Regions from separate parts of the Mus musculus genome. Here all the other regions are linked to region 1. Evidence: chromatin contacts called from public HiChIP or PLAC-seq, Micro-C and promoter capture Hi-C data. All regions are on one chromosome and are shown on one strand. Each heading gives the region's core, a stretch centred on a gene start, on an enhancer-like site or on the middle of the called end of the contact. The rest is flanking DNA. Distances are from core to core; before and after follow the strand shown. Region 1 holds the start of Trpc3 (transient receptor potential cation channel, subfamily C, member 3). Region 2 holds the start of Nudt6 (nudix (nucleoside diphosphate linked moiety X)-type motif 6). Region 3 has its middle 19 kb from the start of Gm12532. Region 4 holds the start of Fgf2os (a long non-coding RNA gene).

The links. Promoter capture Hi-C pulls out the DNA fragments that hold promoters and counts their contacts. Hi-C and Micro-C count contacts between places; a contact is called where the count stands out from the background. HiChIP or PLAC-seq counts read pairs in DNA pulled down with a chosen protein or histone mark.
Region 2: a contact with region 1 is called in a promoter capture Hi-C map of embryonic stem cells, with 3 times the contacts expected there. The contact joins the promoter of Nudt6 here to the promoter of Trpc3 in region 1. A contact is called at or near these places in 8 of 39 promoter capture datasets (embryonic stem cells, frontonasal cranial neural crest, hippocampal neurons and 4 more), 1 of 484 Hi-C or Micro-C datasets (embryonic stem cells) and 1 of 115 datasets of contacts at active chromatin or transcription factors (astrocytes).
Region 3: an H3K4me3 HiChIP or PLAC-seq map of stem cell-derived neural progenitor cells shows a contact between it and region 1, with 8 times the contacts expected there. The contact joins the enhancer-like site here to the promoter of Trpc3 in region 1. A contact is called at or near these places in 13 of 39 promoter capture datasets (cranial neural crest, embryonic stem cells, epiblast stem cells and 7 more), 3 of 15 datasets of contacts at CTCF or cohesin (embryonic stem cells, large pre-B cells and pro-B cells), 25 of 484 Hi-C or Micro-C datasets (the HL-1 cell line, LSK cells, Sertoli cells and 15 more), 11 of 115 datasets of contacts at active chromatin or transcription factors (astrocytes, craniofacial prominence, embryonic forebrain and 6 more) and 1 of 9 other capture datasets (embryonic stem cells).
Region 4: a contact with region 1 is called in a Micro-C map of embryonic stem cells, with 2.6 times the contacts expected there. The contact joins the promoter of Fgf2os here to the promoter of Trpc3 in region 1. A contact is called at or near these places in 1 of 39 promoter capture datasets (embryonic stem cells), 1 of 484 Hi-C or Micro-C datasets (embryonic stem cells) and 2 of 115 datasets of contacts at active chromatin or transcription factors (embryonic stem cells and stem cell-derived neural progenitor cells).

Annotation. Positions count from the first base shown.
Region 1 is chr3:36,688,571-36,692,526 of GRCm38.p6, reverse strand. Trpc3 (transient receptor potential cation channel, subfamily C, member 3) reads left to right here and starts at 2,360. Exons shown (of 12, transcript NM_019510.2): 1 at 2,360-2,729. The coding sequence starts at 2,548.
Region 2 is chr3:37,416,632-37,421,037 of GRCm38.p6, reverse strand. Nudt6 (nudix (nucleoside diphosphate linked moiety X)-type motif 6) reads left to right here and starts at 1,442. Exons shown (of 5, transcript NM_001291044.1): 1 at 1,442-1,696; 2 at 4,134-4,337. The coding sequence starts at 1,468. Spata5 (spermatogenesis associated 5) reads right to left here and starts at 1,088. Exons shown (of 16, transcript NM_001163511.2): 1 at 538-1,088. The coding sequence starts at 697.
Region 3 is chr3:37,199,999-37,204,495 of GRCm38.p6, reverse strand. No RefSeq gene overlaps it. Among named protein-coding and RNA genes, the nearest start is that of Gm12532, 19 kb to the right of the region's middle. Within about 2 kb of position 1,460, at least 205 of the 459 cell types and tissues checked have an H3K27ac peak or open chromatin away from gene starts, as enhancers often do. A contact at or near this core is called in the HL-1 cell line, Th1 cells, astrocytes and 10 more, where this site is marked.
Region 4 is chr3:37,348,239-37,352,531 of GRCm38.p6, reverse strand. It overlaps Fgf2os (a long non-coding RNA gene), which reads left to right and starts at 2,691. Exons shown (of 4, transcript XR_003954461.1): 1 at 2,691-2,883. It overlaps Fgf2 (fibroblast growth factor 2), which reads right to left and starts at 3,879. Exons shown (of 3, transcript NM_008006.2): 1 at 3,508-3,879. The coding sequence starts at 3,682.

The DNA.
Region 1 (3,956 bases), core at 1,111-3,610:
TTTGATGTGTAAATTTTAGAAACCCGTGAACTTGTCAACTCATTCAGCATGTGCTGTCTTCATCCTGTGCACAATGGACTCGGTTAAATGGCAATGACAGAAGATGGGTTTTTCAAATAGCAAAACCAAGAAGGAACGTGAAGTTCAAACAGGAGACCAGCACACAGGAGTTAACTTGAAGGATGGGATCTCATACACAAGAGACACTCAGGATCTCCTGGATCTCTTGGGACTCCAGATGGACATCAGAGACTGTCAGACTAGAGGCCACCTCTCTCTGGCTCTTTGGGGGAGAATAGAAGGTGGGTGAATAATAAGACAGTTCAGTGTAGGTAAATGACACAGAGACAGGGAAACGGGAAAGTGACCTTGATGTTGGTGGTACAGGACAGGAGTTACGTACAGATGTGTCCATTATGCAGAGCAAGAGAAGACGCTGGAGAGTTAGGGTCAAGTCACAGAAGGCTTGCATAATGTGATGGTTTGTATGAAGTAGGTGTGGCCTTGTTGGAGTGGGTGTGTCACTGTGGGTGTGGCTATAAAACCCTCATCCTAGCTGCCTGGAAGCCAGTATTCTGCTGGCAGCCTTCAGATGAAGATGTAGAACTCTCAGTTCCTCCTGCACCATGCCTGCCTGGATGCTGCCATGTTCCCACCTTGATGATAATGGACTGAACCTCTGAACCTGTAAGCCAGCCCCAATTAAATGTTATCCTTGTAAGAGTTGCCTTGGTCATGGTGTCTGTTCACAGCAATAAAACCCTAAGACACACGACAGATTTGGATTTTTAAAATGAAAGCAGGAGTCACCAGTGGGTTTGTTTTGTTTGTTTGCTTGTTTGTTGGTTTTAATAGAGAACAGTCATGATCAGACTTTGTTTGAACAAAATCTCCATCTTAGGGAAGAGGTATGCTACAGAAGCCGGGAGGACCACGAGAGCCTGGCTGGAGGTAGAGCTACTGAAGTGCACAGGGGGTCTTCTGTGAAGTCTCTTCAAAGATGGAATCAAAGGGGATCTGGTAACTCGGTTGTGGAAATTAACACTTTCCTATGAAGTAGCACATGAAGCAATTTCCAAACGTTCCCATCTTCCCGAAGCAGGGATCAAAAAACGCCAGTGCTTCCTTGAACCTTTGCTTGCATACTGCCAGTGCAAGGGATCCACAGCACTTTATGTGCGTTTGAAGAGCTACGCGAAAGGGAGCCACAGTTCCGTACTTTTGTGTCTTGAGTTCGGAGAGAACCATTTCTCCATGAAGCACAGTAGCCACTAAATAATGCTAGCAGTGAACTAACCTCCCTTGTCTTAACCGAGCTCAGCTGGTATTTCTGTGATTTTCCCAGTATGCCTTTGCGAAGGCATCTGCCTGACTGACGTAACAGAAAGTCTTGAATACTGTTTGGGTCTGAGTGGAGTTACACCTCGGTTCTCTGCTCCCTAAAATTCTCATTGATCATACTCTGTAACCCTTCATCCCCGAAATTTGAGTGACCTTGAATTTCAAAGTGCATTCCCTTAAGTTTTAAAAATAATGGAGGAGGGGCAAGTTCCATTCCCTGCACCCTCTTTAAAACCTTCTGTGTTGGCACAAGCTGGGGAGGTAGAGATAGACAGATTTGTGGCTTGCTGGCCCACAACCTAGTCTAGTCTAATCCAGGAACCCCTAGGTTCCAGAAAAAGCTTCTGTCTCAAAAAAATAAAAACAAAACAAACAAACAAAAACCAAGGTGGATGACCTAAGGAAGACTAGCAGAGTTTGACCTCTGGTCTCTCACACCCCAGCACACATATGTGCACCTGCTGCTGTAATTTATGGAGGCCGAAACGGAAGAATTGCTGTGAGGTGTGGACCAGCCTGTGCCAGATGCTGACTTCCATGCCATCCTGGGCCACAGAATAAGACCTTGTCTCAAAAACAAACAAACAAAAAACGAACAATTTTCTCCCTTGAAAAACGCTTCTTGAAAAGTACAGAACTCGAGTTAGCATCCCACACGTTTAGAAATTGACTGGCTGTGAGGCACAGGGACCCAGGAACCGCACTTAAACCCCTGTGGATTCTGCTAAGCCTGACAATGGGAAACTAGCAATGCTTTGCTTTGAAAAATCTAGATAGCTGAGCGTGCATTAAAAAAACCTAACAGGTCGAGTATTCCATTTCCTTTCCTAGGACACTTGTGTCTACAGATGCATGAGGGTTCTGGGTCTCTGGTAAAAAAGGAGGGTGGAGGGAAGTTTCTGCTGTTTCTCAGCTCCCCACCTGCTGGTTTGTCTGATTCCTGCACAGCGCTGTCTGCGAGGGACTGGTCTCCCCTCCTCCCATCCCTCCTTCCTCCCCCCTCCTCCCTCTCCTCGCAGGGAAACCGCGCCGTCTCGCCGCGATGCTGTCGGGCCGGCAGACCGCGCACAGCCGGCAGCGCGGCCGCGGACCCCAAGCTCCGCTGCAGGTCGCGCGCTCCGCCCGGGCGTCCCCAGCTCCGCGGGCCCGGTGCTTGACCCGGGGCAGCTGGGCTGCTGACTGCGGGCGGCAGGGAGCTTGGCCGCTATGTCCACCAAGGTCAAGAAGTGCCGGGAGCCCGCGAGGGTGACCTTGCCCGCTCCGGAGGAGGAGGAGGATGGCGAGGCCGAGGGAGGCGAGTCGCAGCGCCGCCGCCGGGGCTGGAGGGGCGTCAACGGCGGGCTGGAGCCGCCCTGCCCGCGCGCGCCGCCGTCCCCGGGGCCCGACGCGTGAGTACCCGAGCGCGGCCGAGCGGGGCGGGTGGGACCAGGCTCGGGATCCGGACTGGTTAAGCGCGGCGCTAAGCGGGGCCGGGCCAGGCTCACGTGCATGCATGCACTGCCCGTGGACCATCACCGACGGCGGGGCTCGGGGAGAGAGAACGAGGCCACCTGGGCTAGGATTTGGGACTCGAACCCGGAGCTACCCGGAGGTCCTGGACCGTTTTGTGTGCACAGGACCTGCGGCTGGTCCCCCTATGCCTCTCCAGCTCGCCGTGGAGGCTGGAGGACGGGGCTCAGCGGGGCACAGTGCTGTGCGGGGTGCACTGAGTGAGATGAAAGCTTCCCTGTAGGTGTGCGTGCTCACACCCAAACCCGAGGGCAGTGGCTCTGACAGTCAGTCTCTTAGGGCCAACTTGGACGATGGGTCCCAGAAGGCTCAGGGCCGGTGACTCTTCCCCCTTCCCTCCAGTTCTGACTTTTTCCTTCTCCACGTCTCTGTTGTTTCTCTTTTCCTCTGCAAAAGTAGCAGTTAGCAACCAAATGATTGAGAAAAGAACCTGTTCATTCGAACAATACAGCGCCGGGCCAGCTTCCAGAGGCAAAGATGCTGAGGGCACTGCTCTACTTCCCTCGGCGATGCGCTGCGCGTGCGGGAAGAGTGTCCTGAGAGGAAGGGGTTGGGACGTGGGGACCCATTTCGGTCGTGGCTCCTCCGGGCCAGTGGGCTTGTGGCTTTCCTGTCGGGGGGACGGGCTCTGCAGCGCCGCCTGCTGCCCAAAGTCTGTCTGCTGCAGGATCTGTGGCTTGGGGAGGTTGGACCGGTGGAGAACTCAGGCCAGGCCAGACTGGACTTAATAGGCTGGCAGGGAACATAAACAGCAATCATTCCGGAAGGGTCCTGATTTAAAATCTGCTACGCACCCGGGAGGAAGTCAGAGACTGTGAATGGACATGGAAATGGCCCCGGAAATGGAGAGAAGGCTCATCCTTTGGTATTACATCCCTGTCAGCTCACTTCCACCCTCTAAAGTTTCACACTATCCGCTTTATTTCTGTTTCCATAAAACCCATAAACTGGGTTTTATGAACTTGTATAGTTTCTTGATTTTTATGAAATTCTTCTATTACCTTAAATAACTGGTACATAGGGAACTTGATTATCTGTGGAAGTAAGGTAGATTCGAAATTATGGCTCTCCCTTCTGAAGTTTGAAGTCAGTTACACAAAGCCCGG
Region 2 (4,406 bases), core at 193-2,692, 730 kb before region 1:
TGCGACTCCGTTAGCCTTTTCTGATCTGTGAGATGGGGACCTGACCTTTCCGTACTCATTTTGACCACAGTTTCTGTGAAAAACCAGAGGAGCGGCACACGTGACGGGATAACTTAGGACTAACACCAGGGTGCGACTAGTCAACAGCAGTAACTAAACGCTGCCGTTGTCCCTACAGCCAGAGCGCTGTTAGGCAGTACGCGTTCATCGTCACAAGTTAGCGTTTGAGCGCAGGCTAGGCTCACTAGGTAAGAACCGTTTTTGCCGGGCTGACTGGACAGTGAGTCTCCAAGGAGCCAAGGCCACCTCGAGGGTTGCTAGTCAAGGTCCCGTGGCGTACGCCATCGCCAGTGCTCCCGAAGTACGTATGAAAGAGGAAAAAGTAAAAAGGCAATCCTCAACTTTTTGCAAAGAGGGCCGGGCGGGCGCCTCGGGCCGGGCCGCCTGGCGGTCCGCGGGCTCCCGCGTCACGCCCACCTCCACACGCCGCGCTCCCCTCAGGCGCCTCAGCCCCGCGGCTGCCCGCGCTTTCCTCACCTTTCTCAAGGAAGTTGGTCACCACCAGCATCCCCGGCGCCGCCGGGCTCGGCTGGGCGAAAGGAGTCGAGGTCCCTGAGCGGGACGGAGCCGCAGAGAGCGAGGGCGAGGCGCCCTCCGCGCCCTCCTTCTGCCGCTTTCGGTTCTTCTTGGAAGACATGACCGCAGGCTGTCGGAGAAAAGCAGCCCCGAGCCGGCTCAACGTGCGCGGCACGGGGATCAAACTTCCGGGTCAGAGGTCAGCGGCGCGGCGCGCACGCCGTAATGCTCCGCGTAGAAGCGCCACCCACGAGGCGGAGGCGGAGAGCGAGGGTCTCGCAAGACACCGTTTCGGAAAGAAAGAAGGGCTAGGCGTAGGCACCGCCGTTGACGTTATGAACCCTTGAAAAGTGGACTTCGGCTGTTCCGCTGCTTTGCCTAGTCCCGAAGCGAATGTGGTTGGGCTTAAAGTAACAACAACAAAATCCGAAAGTTTCTCCTCTCTGTTCCAGACCCGTCGAGGACAGTCAGCTCCACTAAGCTCTACCAAATGGCAAGTCCAGCTCAAGCTTAGCGGGTGGAGACACGTTTCGAGAGTTTACGGTCGGCCCTCCTCCCAGCGAAAAGGGGCGGAGCGAGCTCCGGAAGAGGCCTGAGAGTGTTCGCCGCGAGATGGGGCGGGGCGATCGCCGGAAAGAGGTGAGGTTGCACGGGGTCACGAGAGTGGGGCGGGAAGGGGCGGGGCGTGCTCCCTGGAGGAGACAAGGCTACGTCAGGCGATGTGGGCGGGGCGGGAAGGGGCGGGGCGTGCGCCCAGGATGAGACCAGGCTACGTCTGGCGTGGTAGACCGGGCAGGGCTGGAAGGGGCGGGGCGTGCGACAGGGAAGAGATGCTACGTCAGGCGATGTGGGCGGGGCGGGAAGGGGAGAACGGAAAGGCTAGGTGCAGCCATGTGGTGGGTGAGGAGGACCCGCTACTGGTTCTCCACATTGCTTTACGCGGGCGGAGCCAGGCTCCGGCCGGGGCGGCGCACAGCCTCGGGCGGCCTGGAGACCCCGGGCTCCTGCGGGGCCGAGCTACAAGGCGAGCTGGACAGATTTGGGGGCGTCTCGGTGCACTTGTCGCGGCACCATACGTTGCACGGGCTGGATGCCGCCGCCTTCCGGAGGCTCTTGCAGGGCAAGTGCGGGTCTCGGGCCCCGGAAACCAGGGCGGAGCGTGTGGGCTCTGAGGTGAAAGCTGAAAGGACACCCAGCGGTCCTCTCGCTGTGACCTGGAAGTGCCCTCAGCCACGTCCCGGCCCGAACCCTGAATGCTTGCCCCTGAGACTGACACGGGATTCGCAGCGCCTAGCACGGTGTCGGCCACGCCTTTAACTCTTAGTAAACACTGACAGCCTCACTGTGTGCTACCTTGCAACCTTAGTTTTGCTGCTACTTGGATTCTGCCACATGCTTTGCCAAGCAAAACGGTTTCCTAACCGGGATGGGTGCCAGTGCTTGCATCTACCCACAGAGCTTTGCAGTTTTCAGTAGGAACACATCACTGGTACATCACTGGCTTTGAACGGTGAACCCAGTTATCTGAAAGGATGCTTGTGTGAAGGAGTCCCCCTCACTTTGGGATAAGTGTCTGATTTGTTAGAACAGCCTGTTTTTCAAACTGAAGGCATAGCATGGAAATTTAGCATGGAATGGAAAAGATCCTTTCACATAACCAGGAAACCACAAATGATCTTTATTCTGTGAGCAACAAACACGGCAAGTTAGCGACTCTAATGCTGTTTAATCTTCAAACAAGGCTATTTAACATCATCTCTCCTGCTTATAAGTGCTTAGACTTCAACACTTTCACCAGTAGGAGAATCGAATCAGTTCATCCTCTGATATGTGCACGTATATGGATGGGCACAGGCATTTGCCATACTTAGATAGTTTTTCCCAGTGGGAGATGATAATCTAAGCACCACTCCAGAAGTGTATTGGATCTTGAAACAAGTCCAAGGTTCGAGTTCAAGATTGTGTTACGAACTTTTCCAGGTATTCATTAATCAAATGACCACTAAAAAGACTTCTAATGCTAGCCAGCTCTGAATACTGGATAAGTGTGATCAAAGACACGCTGAATGAGACCCCTTTAATAAAACATTTCACTGTCATTATCAAGTATTAGACATTGTTTTAAGAATCTAACAACTAGGAATGTATCTCATCTCCATAACCTGGAAGTACATGCTCTGCCCAGTTGAAGGATGATGGTGCCAAGGCCCAGAGACAACGGGTACCTCCCTCTGGCTCTGGTCTTTGCTTTCTTCACACTGTTCTTGAGCTTCCAATAGTTCTGTTGTGATGGAATTAAACCAAACTAGTTGGCAGTTCCTGTAAACAGGAGCTTATCTGAGGAGAAAGCCTGATTCGATGTCTCTTTAAGGAGATTAGATGTTGTCTGTAATGAGTTAGTAAAGGCTGTTAAAGCATATTGCATATGAAGGTCACTATTTACCACTGCTTTTACATAACTCAGATAGTAGGATTATAGTATACTTAGCCCTACATAGAATACTTCCTTGGCAGAGGGATTTTGAGATAGGTAAATGTTATAGATAGCTCAAGCTGACTACAAACTCATGACCCACCCCTGCCTCGCTTCCAGGATTACAGAGGTAATTACCTTGCCTGGAATCACATAGAGTTTGCCCTGGCAGTGAAATACCCCTGCTTCTAGAATTGCAAATCCATGACATCTTAACTAGCATTAGAAAACTAGTTAGTAGATGCTGTCTAGTATTAGAACATGGTATGTTCTAATAAATCACACAGACATCATATGGCCTTAAGCTCACATAATAGTAGCGCATGAGCAGTAGTTAGGAAAAACTGTTGAAGAGGTTGAGCTTCTAGGAGCTCATACAAGCTATGAACACAGGGAAAGGAGGGAAAGCCACATTACTAGAGGGAAAAAAAGGAAAATTGCTTTTAATAATGTAAACAAATGTGTAGAGTAGAAGTTGGCTGATTAGCTTGTAGGATGCATAAGGGATGCTACTGCTATTGAGGAATCCACTTTCATTGAAGGAATTTTAATGATAGACTACTTAATATATAATGTATTATAAAAGGTACAATATAAGATATAGACATGTTAATGCAAATATCACAAAAAATATTCCTCTCTTCAGGCTAGTAATACGTCAGGATAGTTCTGACTTTTTTTTTTTAATTTCTATTCTTATAAACCAAGAATAACATCAGAACTTTTCCATAGGAGTAAATACACCTTTCATCATCATTTGTGAAGATTAAAGTCAATGGCATTAAGAGAAATAGAGTGGGCTGGGGATTTGGCTCCATGGTAGAGTACCCTATAGCATATGCAGCTCTGGAAAGAAGAAGGAAGCGCCAGAACTGCATGTGATTCCGCTTCTTTTGTCCGTTCTACAGTGCCTGAACACCTGCTATGTGCTGGGCCTGCATTTGGGTGGTTTGCTTATAAACACCAGTGCTGTGGTGGGTGGAGAATCACATAAACAACTGGGCTATAGCAATGCAGAGAGGTCGGGACCATGCATTTCACAGAAAACCTTTACAGGGTGTATCTTCCTCCCTCTGCGTTCTAGCTGCCATTCAGCAGTGGCGCTCAGAAGGACGGATAGCTGCCTGGCTACACATCCCCATCCTGCAGAGCCACTTCATTGCCCCTGCTGCTTCCCTGGGCTTTTGCTTCCACCACGCAAAACCCCATTCCTCAACACTGACTCTGTGGCTGGGAGAAGGACCCAGCAGACTCCCGGGATATGCTACACACCAAGTTGGAGTTGCAGGTCAGTTTTGGACTCAGGAACTGCCTTTTCACAAGTTTACCATGTCTCCTTGAAGCTGGGCTGCTAGTC
Region 3 (4,497 bases), core at 211-2,710, 510 kb before region 1:
GTTCACTGAAGCGTTATGTGCCTCACTGGAGACTGATGTACATCGCTAACAACGACAGAACCTCCTTTGGGAGCGTCCAGGACGACTGGGCAAGGTAAACCGTTCCAGGAAGGCGCTCCTTTCCTGCGGGCTCCTGAGGTCTGTGCCATGTATCTTTGGTTACGCTGCTCAGATCTGATGAGGAGAGAAAGGGTCAGGGTGGGGCAGCAGCAGCTGCCGCCTCTCACAGGGCCACAAAGCAAAGAACAGGAAGCTCTGGCAGGGCAGGGTTCCCCACAAGCTCCTTGAAGGCTGGCAGCTCCTCTTTGGAGCCCGACTTCCCTTCATCGCTGTCTCCTTTACTTCCTCTTTCTACCAAAACACTAACGACATTTTACCACAAGGGGGCAGTGCAGGGGAAGAAACCAATCATCTGACTTGGTGCGTCCTTAGGGAAATTATTCTGTCAGGAGCTTGATCTTTTCTGTCCTCCTTCCTCCCTCCTTACAGATAATTCTATATTCAAGCCAGAGTTTCCATGAAGAAGTCGTCAGTCCCACAGCTTACCTAACAGGGTCCTGCGACATGCGTTCTGAAATAGGCTTGCATTTGATTAAGATTGATTGATTTGATTTGCCTCTTTTGGATACAAGACATAAAGCAATTATGATTATGAGGTATTTTTTAGAATTATCTGTTTCAGGCACTATTGTAAGGATATGCAGAGTAAGGAGGCCTCTGAATGTAAAATCCATTCTCTGTATACATATATATCATTTGACCAAGTCCCCCAGTTAGTGGGAGTTAGACCCCCTAAGTTGGCACAGCTGGGTGTTTCCTGAGGACTTTAGCTATAGGATATGGAGGTGACATTATGATCTCTAAGTGGCTGGCTTATGACAGGGGCTAGACTTTCGCACTGGTTGTAAATGTCTTATTGTTCCAATTGTGCTGGCAAAGAGAATACGTTATGACCACAGCTCAGCCATAAAAGCAAACTGTCACTATTACTTAGACCTTAAGGAGCACTACGGGGGCTCCCTGGGAATTTATAGAAAATGGATAAAATCAGGTTTGCAAGGCTATTTTTAGATAAGAAGGCGCCAGGAGCAACTAAGGATCTGGCCTTTGTTCTACCGAAAGAAGCCTGGATAGACTGACCAAGGACCTCACCAGGGAGGAATCCCCAGAAAAGCAACAGGAAATATTTGAAAGACACAGCAGGGTTGCTTGGATGCCCTAGTAGAGCAGGGTTTCCCTAGTATCTAATCCGCCATCAAAGATTCACTAAAACTGAAAGGAAAGGAAGTGCTTAGAATAGCAGAGGAGTCAGGGAAGGCCAGGTCTGCACAGTTTGCAGAAGGGAGGGAGCGTGCTTCAGCAGGCACTGAGGTTAGTCCTACGCTTATGTGCAGGACCATCCATAAGAGTACATCTCAGCCTGAGGAAAGGACAACACTGAGTACAGAGCTCAATCATCGCCCCCCCCTAGCATTCTGTGAGGAAGTGGATTTTGAGTGTAGCTGGTGTGATTGACAGCCACCGGGCCGTGTCTGGGTCTGGATCCTTTACTATATCACCGGCTCTGGGGATAGGGTGTGCACCCAGAACAAAGTAAAGAAAAGCAGGATTTAGCTCTGCCTCTGAGTGTTGAGTATAATTTGTATTTTTCCTCCCTGCTCATATGGCTCTTGCTCTGGGGCTGTGTCCTGGGTCCCTTCAGCCCAGCTCTACTGTGAGTTCCCAAGGGAGCCTGATATCAGTAGAATGAAGCCATTAGGCAGATAGATTGAGTTTTGCCACCAAAAACTTGGGAATAAGGAGATCCATATATAGTTTAATGGCAGGTTAGTTAGCATTGTATCTAAACTCCATCCCCACAGTTACCTGGCAACAGCCAGTTAGGCCTGACCTACTATAGAAGGGGCTGCTTGCCCCCCTCCTCCCTCTCTTACTCTTGCTTACTGCTTGCTTCTCTCTTGCCATCTTGGGCTCTTCCCTTCCCCCTCTCTCCACATGCCCATGGCCATGGCCAGCTTCTACTTCTTTACTCTCTCCCTCTCTCTGCCTTTCTCTGCCTCTACTACCCTCTTAACTCCCCTTCCCATGCCCTGAATAAACTCTATTCTATACTATACTATTGTGTGGCTGGTCCCTCATGGGGAAGGGATGCCTCAGTATGGGCCCACTGAGACATCCCACCTCAGTCACCACAAGAGATCCACGCTTGCTAGCCCAGAACTGGTAAGCCCCCATCCCTTCCCATCTGCATGGTCCCAGGGGAGAGTTCCTGAGCTCGGAGCTACCCCTGTGTTGTCCTTGAGGATGGAAGACATTCAGTTTTTCCCTGACCCTCGTTTTAGGACTTTTTCCCTTGGGTGAGATTTCCCTCTCCTTGTAGACAGTTTCTCGAAGCTGAGAAATTCCTGGGTTTGGATGAACTGGCTCAAGAGCACAGGCTCTGAGCGTTAGCCCCCAGCCATCACAAGTCGACCTGGTGGTCTGGCCTGTGCTAGAATCTCTCTTAGGTTGTTAATGTCCTCAGGACACTGGTAGGGGCAGCTAATAACCCTATTCTCTCGCCCAGGGGTCAGTATTTCTCTGCCTGGTCCCTACTTAATGGGATGTCTTGGTCTAAAACAATATCTCTACATCAACACTAAACTGGCACTTTCTTGCTAATGATCCATGTGGCAAACTTTCCCCTCCCCCTCTCTCATTTGCAGCCTGCTGCAACTACTAGTCCAGCCAGTTTGCCTGAAAGGCAGGTCTGGCTCTGTCTCCTGCCAGGGACTCTGCTGCCCTCCCCCACTCTTACTCTCAGCTCTGAGTCTGTCTCACTGTCTTCCTCAGCCCGCTCACACTCCACCAATCCCTGATCATGTGTCTATCTCCCCACCTTCCTGCACACTCAAGGGGTTCCCTCCCTTTCTCCCTTTCTCCTTCTCTTTCCCTCTCCCTCTCTGCTGGGGGTTTGTAAAGTAAAGGCTAGCAGTGCCACACGCCACAAGTGACAGCTGCCACAAGTGACTGCTGAGAGCACTGGGCCACATAGGAAGTCCTGCCTCATGACTTCCAACAGCAAGCAGGAAGTCTGGCCCTGTGCTCATCAAATTAAACACACGATTCCTGCTGCCAGTGCAGTCTACAGCCATCACCTTCAACAGTGGGAGCGCACAAGTCATTATTGTGGTTCCTAAAGATCGATCAATAGTCCACCTGACTTTAGCTCTATAGACCAAAGTGCGCCAGCCAGCCCCTAGCTTCACAGTTTAGCAATTCCCATGCCTGACAGCCAGCTTAAGATTTTCATTTCTATCCTGTTTTAATATGATTTTTACTACTGTCATTAAATCCTATTCAGTTATAACCAATCAGTATAGCCCTCAATCCTGTCAGAAGTTTGCTAATTATTAAGTTTACAACAGGGAGAATCCTCAAAGCCTTTAACAGTTGGCTCAGGATGGTAGATAGTTTCAGAAGAGTGGACACAGATACACGATACTGCCTTGATTGTGATATGATAATCACCGAGAAACAGTGGACAAAATCGGATACCTTGAGTCAAATGACTTGGCTAAATAAAGGTAAACCATTTCTCATGTCACACGTATTCATTCCACAGAAAAAGCCCTGCATCTTCTGTGCTTGACAGACAGACCGCCCAGGTTGCCATAGAGACCCCGGGGACTGTTGGCTAGTGGACTCTGGCATTTTTTTAAATAACTGGTAGGTTTTTGTTTATTCTTTCTCAGACTTCTGACTACATTGACAGCTAGAAAAAGGCTTTCACAGATGTAATCTGTTATCTCCTTATCGAGACTCTGTTTCCATTAATCAAATGCTTCATATTTCCTCTTCTTGCTATGCCACTGTCCTAACATTAACTCTAATAGAACATTCCTCTATACGATCTAACTTTTTCAACTTTTTAATCACAAATTCTTGTTCCTTCTGCTCCACAAAAGGCTCATCTTAAAGACTGTTCATGTGGTAAACTCACGTTGTTATCTCTTTTATAAACTTACAGGCTACAGGAAACCTACCCAGAGCTACCTCTCATGGACCCAACAGACTCCATCCAGACAAGCACATCTGCCCAAAGTTCCCACTAACTACCTATTCCAAAGGGTGGGATTCCTCTGGGTTTCAAATGTACATCTTACGAAAAAAAAATTTTCTTTCTCCTAAACATACTTAATTTTATTCTCTACCTATAATAATATATTTTAACATCTTGTCAAGTCTAGGCGCTTACTATATCCAGTACAGCCCCAGAGAAACAACCTCCAAATCTCCTTTCAGACACAGACTTCTACTTCTACTGGATCTGTACCTTCTGACCAATCCTCAGACGGTTCCACAGACCCTGGACAGCAAGGAAACAGCCAACTCTCCTAAGACTGGACAAACATCGCCCATACCCATTCTTCTAGGTTCCCTAGGGACATGTCAGCCCAAAGCCAGCATGAAGCAGCCAGATATCACAACAACCCTATTCCTGCTTTGCCATCACCT
Region 4 (4,293 bases), core at 1,442-3,941, 660 kb before region 1:
GTTCCCCACTAAATACACAGGAACAGCCGTCATTAAACAGCAGGAGTACACCCTATTAAATACCAGGAGGTGCCCTTTTAAGGTTATGATGTCTACAAATGTCTCTAACAGTTGTCAAATTACTCCACTTGAGAATCCCTCAGCTATACACTACAGAATTGGGGGTGGGGTGGGGTGGAGAGATGGCTCAGCAGTTAAGAGCATTTGCTTCTCTCAAAGAGGTTCAGATCTCAGCACTCACACGATGATGGCTCCCAATAATCCTAATTCTAGTTCCAGGAAATCCAGTGTCCTTTTCTGACCCCCACAGGCACTGCATGCAGGTGCTGCACAGACAGACAAGCAGGCAAAACACTCATGCACATAAAATAAAATAAAGCTGAAAAATAAATTTTAAGTAAAATTACAAACTAAGTTGTGCATGGTGACAAATAACCTCTAATCCCACAACTCAGAAAGCAGGAAAATCTTGAGTTTGAAACCAGCCTGGTTGGTAAAAATCTTTTCCCAATCTGTTGGTTGCCATTTTGTCCTATTGACAGTGTTCTTTGCCTTACAGAAGCTTTGCAATTTTATGAGGTTCCATTTGTCAATTCTTGATCTTAGAGTATAAGATATTGGTGTTCTGTTCAGGAAACTTTCCCCTGTGTCCATGTGCTCGAGGCTCTTCCCCACTTTCTTTTCTATTAGTTTCAGTGTCTCTGGTTTTATGTGGAGGTCCTTGATCCACTTGGACTTGAGCTTTATACAAGGAGGTAAGAATGGATCAATTTGCATTCCTCTACATGCTAACTGTTCTTCTTAGAAGGGGAAAGAAAATACCCATGGGAGAAGATACAAAGTGTGGAGCAGAGACTGAAGGAAAGACCATGCAGAGACTGCCCCACCTGGGGATCCATCCCATATACAGTTACCAAACCCAGACACTATTGTGGATGCCAACAAGTGCTTGCTGACAGGAGCCTGATATAGCAGTCTCCTGAGAGGCTCTGCCAGTGCCTGACAAATACAGAGGTTGATGCTCTCAGCCAACCATTGGACTGAGCACAGGGTCCCCAAAAGAGGAGCTAGAGAAAGTACCCAAGGAGCTGAAGGGGTTTGCAGCCCCATAGGAGGAACAACAATATGAACCAACCAATACCCCCAGAGCTCTCAGGGACTAAACCACCAACCAACGAGTACACACGGAGGGACCCATGGCTCCAGTCACATATGTAGCAGAGGATGGCCTTATTGGACATCAATGGGAAGAGAGGCCCTTAGTCCTGTGAAGGTTCCATGCCCCAGTATAGGGGAATACTAGGGTGATGAGGTGGGACTGGGTGGGTGGAAGAGCACCCTCATAGAAACAGGGGGAGGAGGATAGGACAGGGAGTTTTCAGAGGGGGGACCTAAAAAGGGGATAACATTTGAAATGTAAATAAAGAAAATATCTAATAAAAAAAGAAAAGAAACCAGCCTGGGTTACATAGGGAGGTCCTATCAAAAAGAAGGAGGAACAGGAGGAGGAGGAAGGGGAAGAAGAGGAGGAGAGGAAGAACAACAATAATTAAAACCCACATGATATTTGGGAAGATGCACACTGTTTTTACAGGGTGGCAGTATATTATGCAGTTCAGAATTATCCCCCACTCAGCTCTGGCTTATTATAAGGCAAAAGGCTTCAAAGAAGATATAATTCTGCAACTAACGCATCACGCAAAGACAAAAGCATCAGGTAGAGTTCCAAACAAAACCTAGACTGGGAGATGCTTTTCTGCCCCTCGTCTGCCCCTAGTCGGGAAACAAGCTCTTCAAACAGTGTGTGCTTCAGCAAAGAATAAAAGCACTCGAGACACATATCAGCTTGCCCTAGCAGCTGAGACAACAGCAGATGAAGCTCAGAGACAAAGACACATCTTTTAACTTCTACTCCCCAGTAGAATAGAGAAATGGTGCTGGCTCATAGGATAGCTTTCAAACGTGTTTTCAGTTGATAAGGTTTTCTAAATTCCAGCAGGCCCGAAACAAATAATAGACACATAATCTCTTAGTGCTCTGGACTCAGGAAACAAGAAGTAGCGACAAGATATTTTGCTGTGAGATCACAGCAGTGATACCAGCAGTAACAATAGAAAACACCGTGCTACATTTTAAAAGGAGAGGAAAGCATCCAGGTAAAGTTTTGCTGTTAAAATTGTAAGCCATGAGATAGGTATTTTCAAACCCGCTTAAACATCATACGGTGTATTGAAAAATCACTCTATTTCATTAATATGTACAGTTTTTATATTTTATGTCAGTTAAATTTCCTACTATGCTTTAAATATACTCAGCAAATATCAAGCTGTATGTCACATTCACAAGGCACCTTTTTTTGTTCGTGGGGCTTCTGGTCTTTATGCTTCTTACATAGTGACTAGAATTCCCTGTGCATCTTAAAGACAGAGTTGCTGGATGGAAGACCTCAGGCCCCCGGAACACCTTCTCGCATGCAAAAAGAAAAAAAAAAAGTCGGACCCCATCTGAACCCTTAAAAATGAATGCAGACTTTAAAGCAGATGTTTTAACCAAGCTCACTCATGCGGTCTCTCTCACCTCCAATACTTAGAGACATTAAAATAGCCAGCCCACTTGGGCCTTTTGTAGCTAGTGGCTCTTCAAGTGTGGTCCCCAGACAAGCATTTAGAATAGAAACTCAGAAATGGCGGGTGTTTCCTCCCTGCCTCAGGAGGCTGGGTCCAATCTGTGACAGCAAACGCTGCAGGTGACGTCTAGGAGCCCTTAAAGTTGAGCCTACTGATTTAGGAGAGGATTGTTTCCCGACCTATATCCATGACTGGATATATTTCTATGACAAAATCCAAGCTGTAATTCTTATCTCGCCCTCAAGGTACCTGCAAGGTAGGTTCCCCCACTTCAGTGCTATCAAGGGATCTGCACTTCACACTGAAACAAGGTCTGCCCTGCTTTACTAAGGAAGTCACAGGTTGGTTTGCTAGTCTCTTGTCTGTTTTGGCTCCCTTAGCTTTCCTCTTTGGAGTAACTTGGAGACACTGGGTGGGTGGAGAATGTGATAGCTGTGAGAGGAAGGGCCGCATCCCTGTGGTTTGTCACCAAGTCAGAGTTGAAGGGCGGGGGTTTCAGCTGAAGAACATTTCATCCTGCCTCTGTTTCCGTGGGTGACTGCAGGATGCCAAGGAGCTCCAGAGCCCTGGTTGAGACACGCCTACCTCCAACCCCCAAGAGCCTCGGGTCCCTTGTCTCAAGCATCCTGGCATCCAGGATGCAACAGGTGGCCTCTGAGAGACCAGCCCACCTGGAGTTGCGGCAGGGGCGGAGGTGGGGTTGGGTGGGGAGAGGTGCAGTGCGGGGACCCTATTCCTGAGGAGGACACAGGAATGAAGCTGCTTTCCTGTACCCCTGGGTCCACGGTGCCTAGGGGCCGCGTCTTAGTGTCCCAAGTCCCCGGGGGCGAGGGAGCAGTGTGGTCTAGACCATGCACGCGGGTGGGAAGTGGCAACTCACCGTGTGGGTCGCTCTTCTCGCGGACGCCATCCACGCGGCCGTCGGGATGGATGCGCAGGAAGAAGCCGCCGTTCTTGCAGTAGAGCCGCTTGGGGTCCTTGAAGTGGCCTGGTGGGAAGGCGGCGCCGCCGTCCTCCGGCAGTGCGGGAAGCGAGGTGATGCCGCTGGCAGCCATGGCCCTTCCGCGGCCCCGGGACCCCGCTGTGGCAGCTCTTGGGGCTCCCCGGCCCCGACCCCGGCCTCGGCCCCCCAGCGCGGCTCGCCCGCGGGCTGCCAGCCTCCCAGTCCGTGTCCCGCCGGGCTCCCAGCCCAGTGCAGCCGGACTCTTCCTGAAGCCGAGAGAGCCCCTTGAGTGTACAACGGCCCGGGGCCGCGTCACCCCGCGTCCCCGCCTGCACCCCGGCCCCGTGCGCCCCCGCCCCGCGCGCCGCCTCCTCCCCACGCCCGGCGCCTCCAAGTTGCAAAGAATCTGTCCCGCTAGGCAGAGCTTTCTCCAGGAGACTGCGGTGACGCAGCTCCTAAAGTTTAAATGCAAGTTTCTAACTTTCTCCGCTCCTGCCTTTTAACAGAGGGTCTGAACTGGGGAGGGATCAAGTCAGGCTTTGGAAATCTCCAGTCCCGTAGAGCACAAGCTGTGTAAGGATAGGGTGCGGGAGACAGAGGCCTGCAATGGGGTGCCTGGGTTTCCTTTCTGGGCACCCAGCCCGAGACAGCGTGGGAAGATGAAAACCGCTTGAGTCCTCAACACGTAAGAGCCCAGAACTGGCGCTTGCCCTGCCTCAGTTG